Regions from separate parts of the Mus musculus genome. Here region 2 is linked to region 1. A link is a contact called in public promoter capture Hi-C data. All regions are on one chromosome and are shown on one strand. The core of a region is the stretch at or near the end of the contact, and the rest is flanking DNA. Distances in the headings are between cores, read along the strand shown.

The links. Capture Hi-C pulls out chosen DNA fragments and counts their contacts.
Region 2: a promoter capture Hi-C map of liver shows a contact between it and region 1, with 2.6 times the contacts expected there. The contact joins two enhancer-like sites. A contact is called at or near these places in 11 of 39 promoter capture datasets (the 3T3-L1 cell line, cranial neural crest, embryonic stem cells and 7 more), 2 of 484 Hi-C or Micro-C datasets (the G1E-ER4 cell line and pancreatic cancer cells), 2 of 115 datasets of contacts at active chromatin or transcription factors (both in embryonic stem cells) and 3 of 9 other capture datasets (embryonic stem cells, liver and pancreatic islet).

What each region holds. Positions count from the first base shown.
Region 1 is chr17:32,635,946-32,641,299 of GRCm38.p6, reverse strand. It overlaps Cyp4f37 (cytochrome P450, family 4, subfamily f, polypeptide 37), which reads right to left. Exons shown (of 13, transcript NM_001100187.1): 13 at 5,116-5,354. Among named protein-coding and RNA genes, the nearest start is that of Cyp4f37, 17 kb to the right of the region's middle. Within about 2 kb of position 3,904, at least 7 of the 459 cell types and tissues checked have an H3K27ac peak or open chromatin away from gene starts, as enhancers often do. A contact at or near this core is called in liver, where this site is marked.
Region 2 is chr17:32,922,436-32,928,192 of GRCm38.p6, reverse strand. Cyp4f13 (cytochrome P450, family 4, subfamily f, polypeptide 13) reads left to right here. Exons shown (of 13, transcript NM_130882.1): 10 at 2,370-2,503; 11 at 2,592-2,656; 12 at 2,787-2,869; 13 at 3,239-3,505. The coding sequence ends at 3,416. Among named protein-coding and RNA genes, the nearest start is that of Cyp4f14, 8.0 kb to the right of the region's middle. Within about 2 kb of position 3,317, at least 244 of the 459 cell types and tissues checked have an H3K27ac peak or open chromatin away from gene starts, as enhancers often do. A contact at or near this core is called in liver, where this site is marked.

The sequences.
Region 1 (5,354 bases), core at 2,655-5,154:
TGGAGACAACCTAATGAAGCACTCTGAGAGCCTTGTGTTCTGAGCAAGTGTCAGGTGACAAGTTCATAACTAAGACAATATTAAGGTGAACTGTTGATAAGGACAAATACAACATAAAATGATTTTGCTCACTTGTATTATCTGTCTGTCTTTTTCTGTGGCATTTCATAAAGTCTCCACGCATTTCCCTCACCTCCAATGAACAAACAATGGAGCTGTTTGGTCTAGCCTGGGACTTAATGGAGAAATGTTCACCCACCTCCTAGGCTATGCCTGCACCCACCTCCTTTATTGGGTGAACAATTGAAGTGCACCCAGGAGGGAAACGTGCATAATTTAGTTAGGAAAATAGCTACCTACCCCTCTGTCAAGCTCAATCCTTTCAACCTGTTTATATCTTGTTTACCAAATGGTGCTTATTGTCTTTGATACTCCTGGAAACCCCCAAGAGCTGAGATGTCATGTTTTTATGTATCTGACTCTTTCCTTGGGTTCCAAGGTTTGAATTCCTGGAAGGGGCTCTTCAGCCTAGATCTAACTTGTGAATTTTTTCTTGTATTCTGCCAACTGTAAGGAACAGCAAGACACCAAGATCTCTATTGCATCCTCTCTGACAAAAGCCATTTCCCACTGAGCAGCCATCTTAGCATAAAGCCTGTTTTGGTATCTAGAGCAGTGGCCACACAACCTCCCTGGTACCCTGTTGACACTCTCATTCTTTACCTGTTACTCCGACATACAACAGAATTAAAAAAAAAATATCCTTAAGGATATCTACACACTCACACACAGGCCCCACCCATCCTGCAGTCATGCCTCCTCATACCACATAGAGGAAGAGTGCCTCACATGATTCCCCCCACAGTCTCCAGACCCAAACTCTTCTTCTTTATAGATGATTCAGCCTTCATTGCATCTCTCAGCACCCCTGTAGGAGCCACACTAGCAGTAACATATAAGTAAAGTAGAGCAGAGCAGAGCAGAGCAGTGCAGAGAGTACTCAGCCTTGGTTGCATGTCTCTGTACCCATTTTAGAAGCCAGGTAACCACTGACATAGCAAGAAGGCACATTGTTTCATATCATATAAGGAAAGGTAGCCTATGGCACTTCCCACCCCCATAGATATTCCACCCTCAAGCTATTCACCTTCAGTTATGTTTTGTTACTCATAGCCAGGACCATGCAATTTCTCCTCACCAATGTCCAATGTGGTGAACCGATGAGTTTTTGTAACTGGGGGTTGAACAAGAGTATGAATGAAGGAACAGGGATGGCTCAAATGCAGCTGTGTCATCAGAAAGCTCTCTTCAACATAGCTGACAGCTCCCAAAAATTACAATCCTGGGGCTCTCTATACAACCGTATGCAGCTACAGTCCAAAAATATTTCTGCAGTTTTATTGGTCAGAGTCTCTGCCCCCAGCAATGACTTGCATTATTATTATTAGGTTTGGTCTTTTGCTGTGTATTACAATGTTAACTGTGGCCCCCAAGACCTGGTTACCCCAAAGACAAGAGACTCTGCATGTAGACCCAAGTGGCTATGTGACCTTGCCTTCAAATTATTTCTGATTGGTAAATAAAGATGCTGACAGCTAATAGCTGGGCAGAAGAGACATAGGTGGGTTCTAGGGTTCCCAGGCCTGTGGGGTCAAGAGAAAACCATGGAGGGGGAGAAAAGGTGAAGGAGGAGAGAGAGCACCATGGTTAGGAGTCAAGAAAACATGCCCTGTGGTCTGGCCAATTGGAGTTAAAAGCAGCCCAGATGAAACATAGTAGGTAATACCTCAGGATTATCGATAAGAACGTAGATTCTGATAACATACAGGGTATATATCTGCCCATTCCTCATCCTGCTTAAGGCTTATTGAAAATATAAAGGATGTATGTGTCTTTTATCTGGTAACTAAATGGTCAAAGGTGTGGTAGAAACCCTGGATTCAGATTAAACGTTTCTACAACATGTTTTTAAAAATCAAAATCAAAACAAAACAACAACAACAACAAAAAACCTGCTGGATAGTAGAACCTTCCAAATTCCTGTTCTCCCCTTTAAGCCTACAGGGGTCATCTGTTTACCTCACCAGAAGGGGTGTTGCAATTCTGAGCAGAATTCCACACAACTGTCCCGAGGACGAAACTCCAGAAGTTAGGCTCCACAGCAAGGGTAGCCCATTGAGCAATCTTCCCAACTCAACATGCTCATGTTTGTCAGCCATGACCATGCCATTTTATAAACTCTTTGCATTTTAACTAAACAATGATGATTTTATAAACTAGTGTAACTTAGATTTGAGGTTGTTTTGTTTTATTTTATAGATTCGCCTTTCTCACCTTGTCAGTTCCCAATAATGGCTGGCCATGATAGCTACTTATTGATTGCCTGTTGTTCCTTTTTTAAGCATGCAAATTTGCTGTCATGTTTAACAAATTGTGAGATTGGGGCTGGGGAGATGTCTAGGTCAGTGAAGGGCTTGCAGCACAATTGTGAGAAACTAAGTTCAATTCCCAGCATCAATGTTAAAAAAACAAAAACAAAAAAAAAAAAACCCTGGGTGGAATGGCATACACCTGCAACCCTGAGAAGGCAGAGACGGGGTCAGAAGATTCTTGAGGCTTGCTGGCCAGCTAGTTTAGTGGAATCACTGAATTTCAAGTTTGGTTTGAGACCAACTCTGAGTCCAGAAGCTCGGGATGGAAGTATGGCGACAGGGCTGATTTCAAATAAGGCTTCTAAGGTTACTATGGCTGGGCTGAAACACTATGACCAAAGCAACTTCAGGAGGAAAGGGTTTATTTGGCTTACAATTCCACATCACTGTCCATCATGGAAGGAGGTCAGGACAAGAACTCAAACAGGCAGAAGCTGATGCAGAAGCCATGAAAGATTCTACTTACTGTCTTACCCCTCATGGCTTGCTCAGCCTGCTTTCACCAGCCCGAGGATGGCACCAACCACCATGGGCTGGGACCTCCACCATCAATCACTAGTTAAGAAATTACCATAGAGATGGATCTTATGAAGGCCCTGCTGGGACAGACTCCCAGACTAGGTGCGTAAGAGGAACTTCCCTAATTATTTCCCTAATTGTTGATTGGCTAAATGAAGATGGCAGAAGCTAATAGTTGGATGAAAGAGAAGACAAGATTTCCGGGCAGGACAGGAAGAGATGACAGGAGAAGACTGGGAGCTGGACCAGGCGGCAGGCCTGCAAGGAGTTGCAAACAGGTAGGTTTCTCAGGGCACCGATAGCTCATGGCCTCTGCAGTTGTGCCTGAGGAGGGCAAGGACGATGGGACAGGATATTCTTTTATCAGCCTTTGAGTTACCTGGTCAGTTTTAAACTACAAAAGTCTTTAGTGTTTTCCTTTCACAGGGCTAAAGGGAGCTGGGTGAGACCGGAGTGGCCATTGTGGCACCAGGCAAGTAGCAAGCAGAGACCAGGAGAGCTAGCATGGGAGCTGAGTAAGACCAGGGTGGTAGTTGGCAGTCCGCAGAGCCAACCGCAGGGTTGGCTGATCGTTGGAGCATGAGTGGTGGCTGTGGTCGAACGCAGGAGGGACTGCGTTGAGCAGCTTGGCAAGGCCAGCTGGAAAAGTGGGCTGCGGTGTGAGAGAGCAATGGCCAGCACCATGGCGGCTAGCCGGACCAAGCATGGGTTTCCTAAGTAGAGCTAGCTGCGGTGTGATCTCAGAGTTAAGTCGTGAGGGGCAAGGGGAAACGTGCTTTATAAAATTACCTGGGAGGAGCAGAGATAAGCCGAGCTATGGGAAGAGGCTCAGAGCAATGGACTACTGGGAAAGGGTACCCTCCAACCTGCTAGGCTGACTGCACCCACACTCCTGTAAGTAACCCCATAAAGCACATTGGTTTGCAAAGTTGGACTTTGGTGGTGTCATTATTTTGATTTGTCATCGTTTCCCTGTCTGGTTTCTTCATATCCTCCCAGGAATTATGTCACAGAGTGTTTACCACTGACCAAAGTGACAATCACACCAAAGTCCAACTCAGTAAATCAGCAATTTTTTATTGGGGTTACTTGCCAGGGTATTGGTGAGGGCTTACAGAAACAGGGGTAGCTCAAAAAAGTCCACCCATCACAAAAGGGCAACAATGCAGGAAAACTTTAACCCTGAGCTCACTCAGTCTCCTCCCGAATAGTTGTTTGTTTCTTCTATAAAACTCGAGAAGGGGCTTCAAGAGTCTGGTGAGCCAAGCAGCAGTGTCCCAAGCCTTTACTAATAGCACTCAGAAGGCAGAGGCAAGTGGGTCTCTGTGAGTTGGAGGTCTACAAGGCAAGTTCCAGGATAAGCAGAGCAACCCTGTCTAGAAACAAACAAACAAGCAAAAACAAATCTGGCTCGGTACATAAGATGCTATTTGCCTACTGGGCCTCATAAACCTTCCCTCTTCCTCCTGGACTGAACGTGTCAAATAGGAGAAAACTGCCTTAGAACATCAGGCAGAACGGGAGGGGAAAGACAGTGATCCTTGCAGGGGCAGAATGTTAGAGACCACTCCAACCTCCATCTACCTAGCCTCGCTGCCACCTCTGTCCTGTCATCAAGGGCATCAGGTGTCAGGTCTTAGAACTTTCAGAAAAGAGGTATGTGTTCCTCCTGGAATCCCGCAGCAGTTCATTATACTAAACCTGGGAAAACTAGTATTTTCAAAGCCTGCTGTTCCCAAACTGTCCTGCAAAGGGAGCATTCTCCATGGTCAGGAGACCAACAGATGACTGTAGCCAGTCAGAAACAGGCCTAGCTGTGTTTTTAAGAATTACACAGGCATCTGTTGTGATCTGTGGAATGCAAAGACCTACACTTCCCCACCCCCTGCAGCCATCCGTTGTCACGATCCTAGGCAGAAGCAAAGGGAAAGGGAGAATATCTGCACAGGGTCCCCAAGACTTATTTGCTTCAGAGGGACAAAGGACAGGAAATAGGAAACAAAGACAAGGGGTAAAGGACAGGGGAGAAGGGGTGGGAAACACAAGAGATGGGAGAAGGTTGTTTGTCCCAGAATGGGACAAAGGACTTCTGGATAGAGAGGAGACCAATGTAGCCCATAGGCAAATGGCAGTTTATAAAGGTAAATTAAGAAACCAGGTATTAGGATGGAGTGTTTAATTAGACATGCTAATTAGAGGAAACAAAGAGGGCTTTTGATTGCTGTACTTCAATAGTGTGATAGCTGCACTTTGGTAGTCAGCCTCAAGAGGAGGAAGTGACCAAGTAAGGGAATAGATCTTGGTGGCTCGCTTTAGGAATGTAGTCTAACAGTTTAGCAAGGCGGAGGGAGTGGGGGAAGGCAAGGCCTGCCAGGACTTTCTATGTATTCCAAGATAGTCTCC
Region 2 (5,757 bases), core at 2,068-4,567, 290 kb before region 1:
GTTTGGCATGCTTAGGAGTCAGGGGGAATAACATGCCTGGATACTTGGGAAATGTGCATGTGCAGACCAGGGAGGCTCCTCATGAGACTAGAGCTGGGAATACAGTGTTCTGAACTGTTAAGAACTTGAACTTTAACCAGAGGTGTGTCTGCTGAAGACCTTTGCAAGCCACTATAGGAAGGCAGGAGAGAGAGTGGAAAAGCCAGGTGTGATGATTCAGGCAGGAATCTTGGCGGGGGCAGGGCGGCACTGCCAATTATATTGAGCACTAGGGAGCTAGGCTACAAAGTAATACATGCCTCAAAATGAACATATGAAAGATGTGTGATATGCTGTCTTTAGGACAGTTAGACGGTGGGCAGAAGTGGCTATGCATTTGTAGTCTGTGTGCTTCACTGTTGCCTAGAGGCTCCCGGGGGAGCTTGGCTGAGGGATGAATGCAGCACAGAGCCTGAAAGTCACTAGCTGGGGGCTGGAGGGTATTGCTTGCCTTGCAGCTGGGCAGACAGCTTCCCCATGCTTGCTTTCCTTTAGTCTCCTGGGCGATCTCTAGGCCCTTCAGTCAAATGGCCTTGCAGGTCTTCCCTCAGCAGTGTCTACCATACCGTGTGTATGTATTCTTCTTCTCAGCACTGTGCCTAGCTGTTCCTTCTTTTGTGTTCTGAATGACATTCCACAGTTGTTCAGTTCATGGAGAGTTATTCCACATGTATAGAAATATTTTCAGTGAGAACAAATATTGCTGAATTGCCCTTTAATATCTCTGTGCTGATTTACTATCCAATGTGTGATAGAACTAGTGATTTTCCTATTGCTACCTTTTGACTAACTGTATTAGATTTTGTTAAATGAGTGCCATGACTTATCAAAACGTTCCATTCTTGATGGCTTTTAATCTTTTTCACATTTTGTATGTTATTCAGTGTGCATGTGTGTGTATGCATGCCTGTGTGCGTATATGTGTGTATGTGTTTGTGTATATGTGTGTGTGCACACACATATGCACCTGGGCACACATGTACAATGATGGATAAGTGGAACTCAGAAGACAATTTGTAGAATTTCTACCATGTGGCACACGCAGTGGTTAAACGGAAGTTGTCAGGTCTTGCCAGCAGGTGTCTTTATACTGTGGGCCATCTTGTTGGCCTTCCAGCCTTTCCTCTAAAAACACAACATAGGAAATATCTGTGTACTTGGACCCTTTGTAACCCGTATAAATGCCTGTGTAGGACAAATTCCAAGGCTAGTTGCTGAAGTCAGGCATTAGGAATCTATGCTGGGGTTGGAGAAGTGGCTCGGCAGTTAGGAGCACCTGGAACTCCAGCTCCAGGGGATCTGATGATGTCACTGGCCTCTGCAGGCACACACACAACACCACAAACACACACACCCCACCACCACACCATACATATACATATAAGTTTTAAAACATCACTCATTTTCTTCAAAAGTTTTCTGAATTCTATAACTTAGTGGCTCTTGGAAAAATCCCACTTCCACACAGAGACCCAGAGAGTGCTCACTTCTTTGTGTCTTCATCAGAATATATTGGAGAACTTGAAAGTGATGAACAACCTGAAAAGTTGGGGCACACTGTGCTATATAAATGAACACCACTGTACAGACATGCTGAACATGGCAATCAGCTTTAGATCCACCACACATGCCTTTTTCTTTGACATATCAAATAACTTTGTTTTCCTAACTTTGGAATTTCTATGCTTTTCTTTCTTTTCCGGTATACAAGAACTCTTTTTAAAAATGTTTTTAATCTTTTGTTTTTTGAGACACAGTCTCACTATGTAGGCTGTCTTAGAACTCAGTATGTTGTGTTCAGCTGGGTCCCTGAGCTGCCATCTGTCCACTACAGGTAGCCTCTACACATGCCTATATCCACAGTGTCTGCAGCACAGGGCCCTCTCCTGCCTCTGTACATGTCTATATCCTCAGTGTCTGCAGCAAGGACCCTCTGCTGCCTCTGTACTTGTCTACATCCTCACACCGACAGGCCCCCAGCTTCCTATGGCCCTTTCAACAGTAGTGCAGTTGTCCCTTGAGCCTCCCACAGGCTCCTGCAGGAGGCTCTCACAAATGCTCCTTATGTAACCGCTCTGGGCTTTGACTTTTCAAATTCTCCCATCACGAGACCATTAAAATTTAGTTTCTGAGTTGGAGGCCAAGCTGGTCCACTGACAAGTCTCTTCTGGCCTCCACAGACATATAGCACACATGAACATGGATAATTTTAAATTTTTATTATTTTTAAGAACAAACAGTATTTTAGGTACAGAACTGTGGATCAGTCTCACTCGGTGGCAGAGAGACTTTGTTTTTGCTCCTGGACAATTGTGTGCTGTCTTCCTTAGGGACGACTTGGCCCAGCTACCCTTCCTGACCATGTGCATCAAGGAGAGTCTGCGGCTGCATCCCCCAGTCTTATTAATCTCCCGATGCTGCACCCAGGACGTTCTGCTGCCAGATGGCCGGGCCATCCCCAAAGGTGCCCTCAGTATCGTGGAAGGAGGGGCCTGGGTAGGACGGTGGTCCCCAGAAGCATCGTGGACCTGACCTGTCTCCTTACTCAACAGGGAACATCTGTGTCATCAGCATTTTCGGGGTTCACCACAACCCTTCAGTCTGGCCAGACCCTGAGGTGCGACTCTACCCTTTCCCCAACTCTGGAGCCTGGAGAAGAGGCACAAGCCTACCAGAGAAACCAGAGCTACCATCCTGGACATGGGGAAGAGACATGACCCACTAGCGTAGTCTTTCTTGGCCTACAGGTCTACAACCCCTTTAGATTTGACCCAGAAAACCCACAGAAAAGGTCACCTCTGGCTTTTATTCCCTTCTCAGCGGGGACCAGGTGAGGAAGTGGTCTTGGGTGAGGGGGGCGGGGGGAGTCTGGGTCCGACAGTGGGACCAGGGGACAGTTGGGTGAATGAGGATTCTGTGTCTCCTCCCCGACCTTTGCCTGCGTTTTGTGCAAAGGTCTGCAGAGCCTGCGGTGGCAAGGTCAAAGGCTGATGCTTTGTACTCAGAATCACGCCCAGGTCTGCACTGGGCGCTGGGACTAGGCCAGGTCCCAGAAATGCGGACACCCACGCAGGGTCCCAGGCACATCAGTGCCCCCTTGGCCCTCCTGACCGTGGGGGGAGGGGACTGAGCCAGGTTGGGTCCGAGGATGCCTGGCTGGTTCCTCGCGCAATCAGAGTTCCCACCCGTCCTCCCGCAGGAACTGCATAGGACAGACTTTCGCCATGAGCGAGATAAAGGTAGCGCTGGCGCTGACCCTGCTGCGCTTCCGCATCCTGCCAGATGACAAGGAGCCGCGCCGGAAGCCAGAGCTGATCCTGCGCGCAGAGGGCGGGCTGTGGCTGCGGGTGGAGCCGCTGAGCGCCGGCGCACAGTGACCTCACAGCTGCCTTGGAACCAGCTCACCCATGCTCCTACCTCTTTAAATCTCTGAATAAACAGAACTGCCTCCTGTTCTTTGAGTGACTATGAGCATCAGACCAAAATTTTATCACAAGATCCTCAATGCCTCCTGGGTGGTCCCCGAGGGTCTCCGTGCTGATGAGACTTCTACTGGAAGACCTTGTGAGCCACCGCGGATATTTAAGCAGGAGAGGGGAGCAGGTTTTCCAGTACATTTGAGGCTCAGTGGTCATTGAGGCAAACCCTTATATTCACTATGTTTCCACCTTTATTCTATTTCATCAAATTTAGAGCTATGTCCTGCTTCTGTCCTTCTGGCACAACATTTAAGAGTGGAACACTACACTAGACCTGGCCTGTTACATATGAAGGGATAGTTGTAGAATCTGAAGCAGGTTGTTCCTTAAGCGAGGGGAATCTTGGAACCGCTGGGGATGGTTTTATATAATTTTCAGGCCTTGTGACGACTAAAGCAGCTAACTCTACATGAATCACACCGACAGGGCCCCCAGCTTCCAATGACCCTTTCAACAGTAGTGCAGTTGTCCCTTGAGCCTTCCACAGGCTCCTGCAGGAGGCTCTCACAAATGTACCTTATGTAACCGCTCTGGGCTTTGACTTTTCAAATTCTCCCATCACGAGACCATTAACATTTAGTTTCTGAGTTGGAGGCCAAGCTGGTCCACAAAGTGAGTTCCAGGACAGCCAAGGCTACACAGAAAACCCTGTCTCTAAAAACAAAACAGAAACTGAGTTTCAGTTGATCACACATCTATAGTCCCCAGTACTTGGGAGACAGAAGCAGAGGGATGTTGGAGCAGAGGCTGAAGTCAGCTTTTGTTATCCAATGAAATACTGTCTGGAAGGGGGCAGTGATCTGTTGGTAGAATGCCTAGCATGCAAGACACACCCCGTAATCTGGGCTTGGTGTTACAAGCCTAAAATTTAGCACTTGAGAGTTGGAGACAGAAGGATCAGAAATTTCAGGTCATCCTTGGCTACACAAGTTCCAAGGTAGCCTGAGATACATGAGGCACCACCTCAAAAAAAACATTATTTAAAATATTTTTTTTCTTTTCTGTTGTGGGAAATGGCTTCAGAACAAAAATCTTCAAGTCCATTTTATTTTTACCTTTCTGCCCTCATTTAAATTGTCTCTAGTGTTTCTTTGTTTTGTTTTTTTACTTTTGGTTTGGGTTTTTGGGGTGCTGTGCTGGAATTGGGCCCAGGGTCCATGTGAGGCAAGTGCTTCCCCACTGAGCTACCCTCCCAGCTGACCCTGTACTGTATTGCCTTTGCAGGTAACGTATTCCCTTAAAGAGCTGGGACAGTATTCAGGTGTGAGCTCTGCATGCAGCTAGAAATGTAACCCATATAACTTAGCTGACCTTGAATTGATGCACATCTTAAGTGAGGTTTTAATTGTTTACAAGTATTTGAGACAGGGTCTCACTGTGTAACCCTAGCTAGTCTGGTGCTTGCAATGGAGAGCAGGCTGGCCTCAAAGATCTATTAGTCTGTATGTGCTTCCCTAGTACTGGGATTAACGCTGTGTGCCACCACTCCCCACAGTTATCTCTGTACTTTAAATTACAGTTATTTATTATTGGGGGGCATGTACATGACAGTGTATATGTGGAAGTCAGAGGACAACTTCTGGGAATCAATTCTCTTTTATTTCACTACATAGACTCCTGGATTGAATGCAAGCCATCTGTTTTGGCAGCAAGCTGTCTTCCCTACTGAACCATCTCACAGCCCCTCAAGTGAGATTTTTAAATGCCTTGCTACACTGATGACTCCGCTCTTTGATGTGTTGGGGTAACAGTTACCTTTGATTTAATACTTTTCAGGCCATAGTCACCCACTGCATTACACAGCATGAAAGATCTTAGACTTTGAGCAAATATAAGGGACAGGTGAACTTTGGGTTAGATTCTCTTGGGAATTTTGTGTGTCATTTGTTTGGGAGGGGAATAGAAAATGGGTACTTTGGTAGTCACTGGGTAGGCTGTTTCAGTGACTGCTACTGTTATTTTGGCCACCATGCTCATTATTTCATATATATTTGACATTATAATGTAGTTATAACACTTCTTTTTTTCCTTTCCTCATCCCAAACCCTTCCATATATCGTCCCCCACTCTCCATCAAATTCATGGCCTCTTTTTTTATTAATTGTTATTGTATGCAAATTCATATACACATACATATAGACATACATATACATATCTATTCCTACATATAATCTGCTAAGTCTCGATAGTTACTTGTATGTATGTTTTCAAGGCTGACCATTTCTGTCAGATCTAGTGG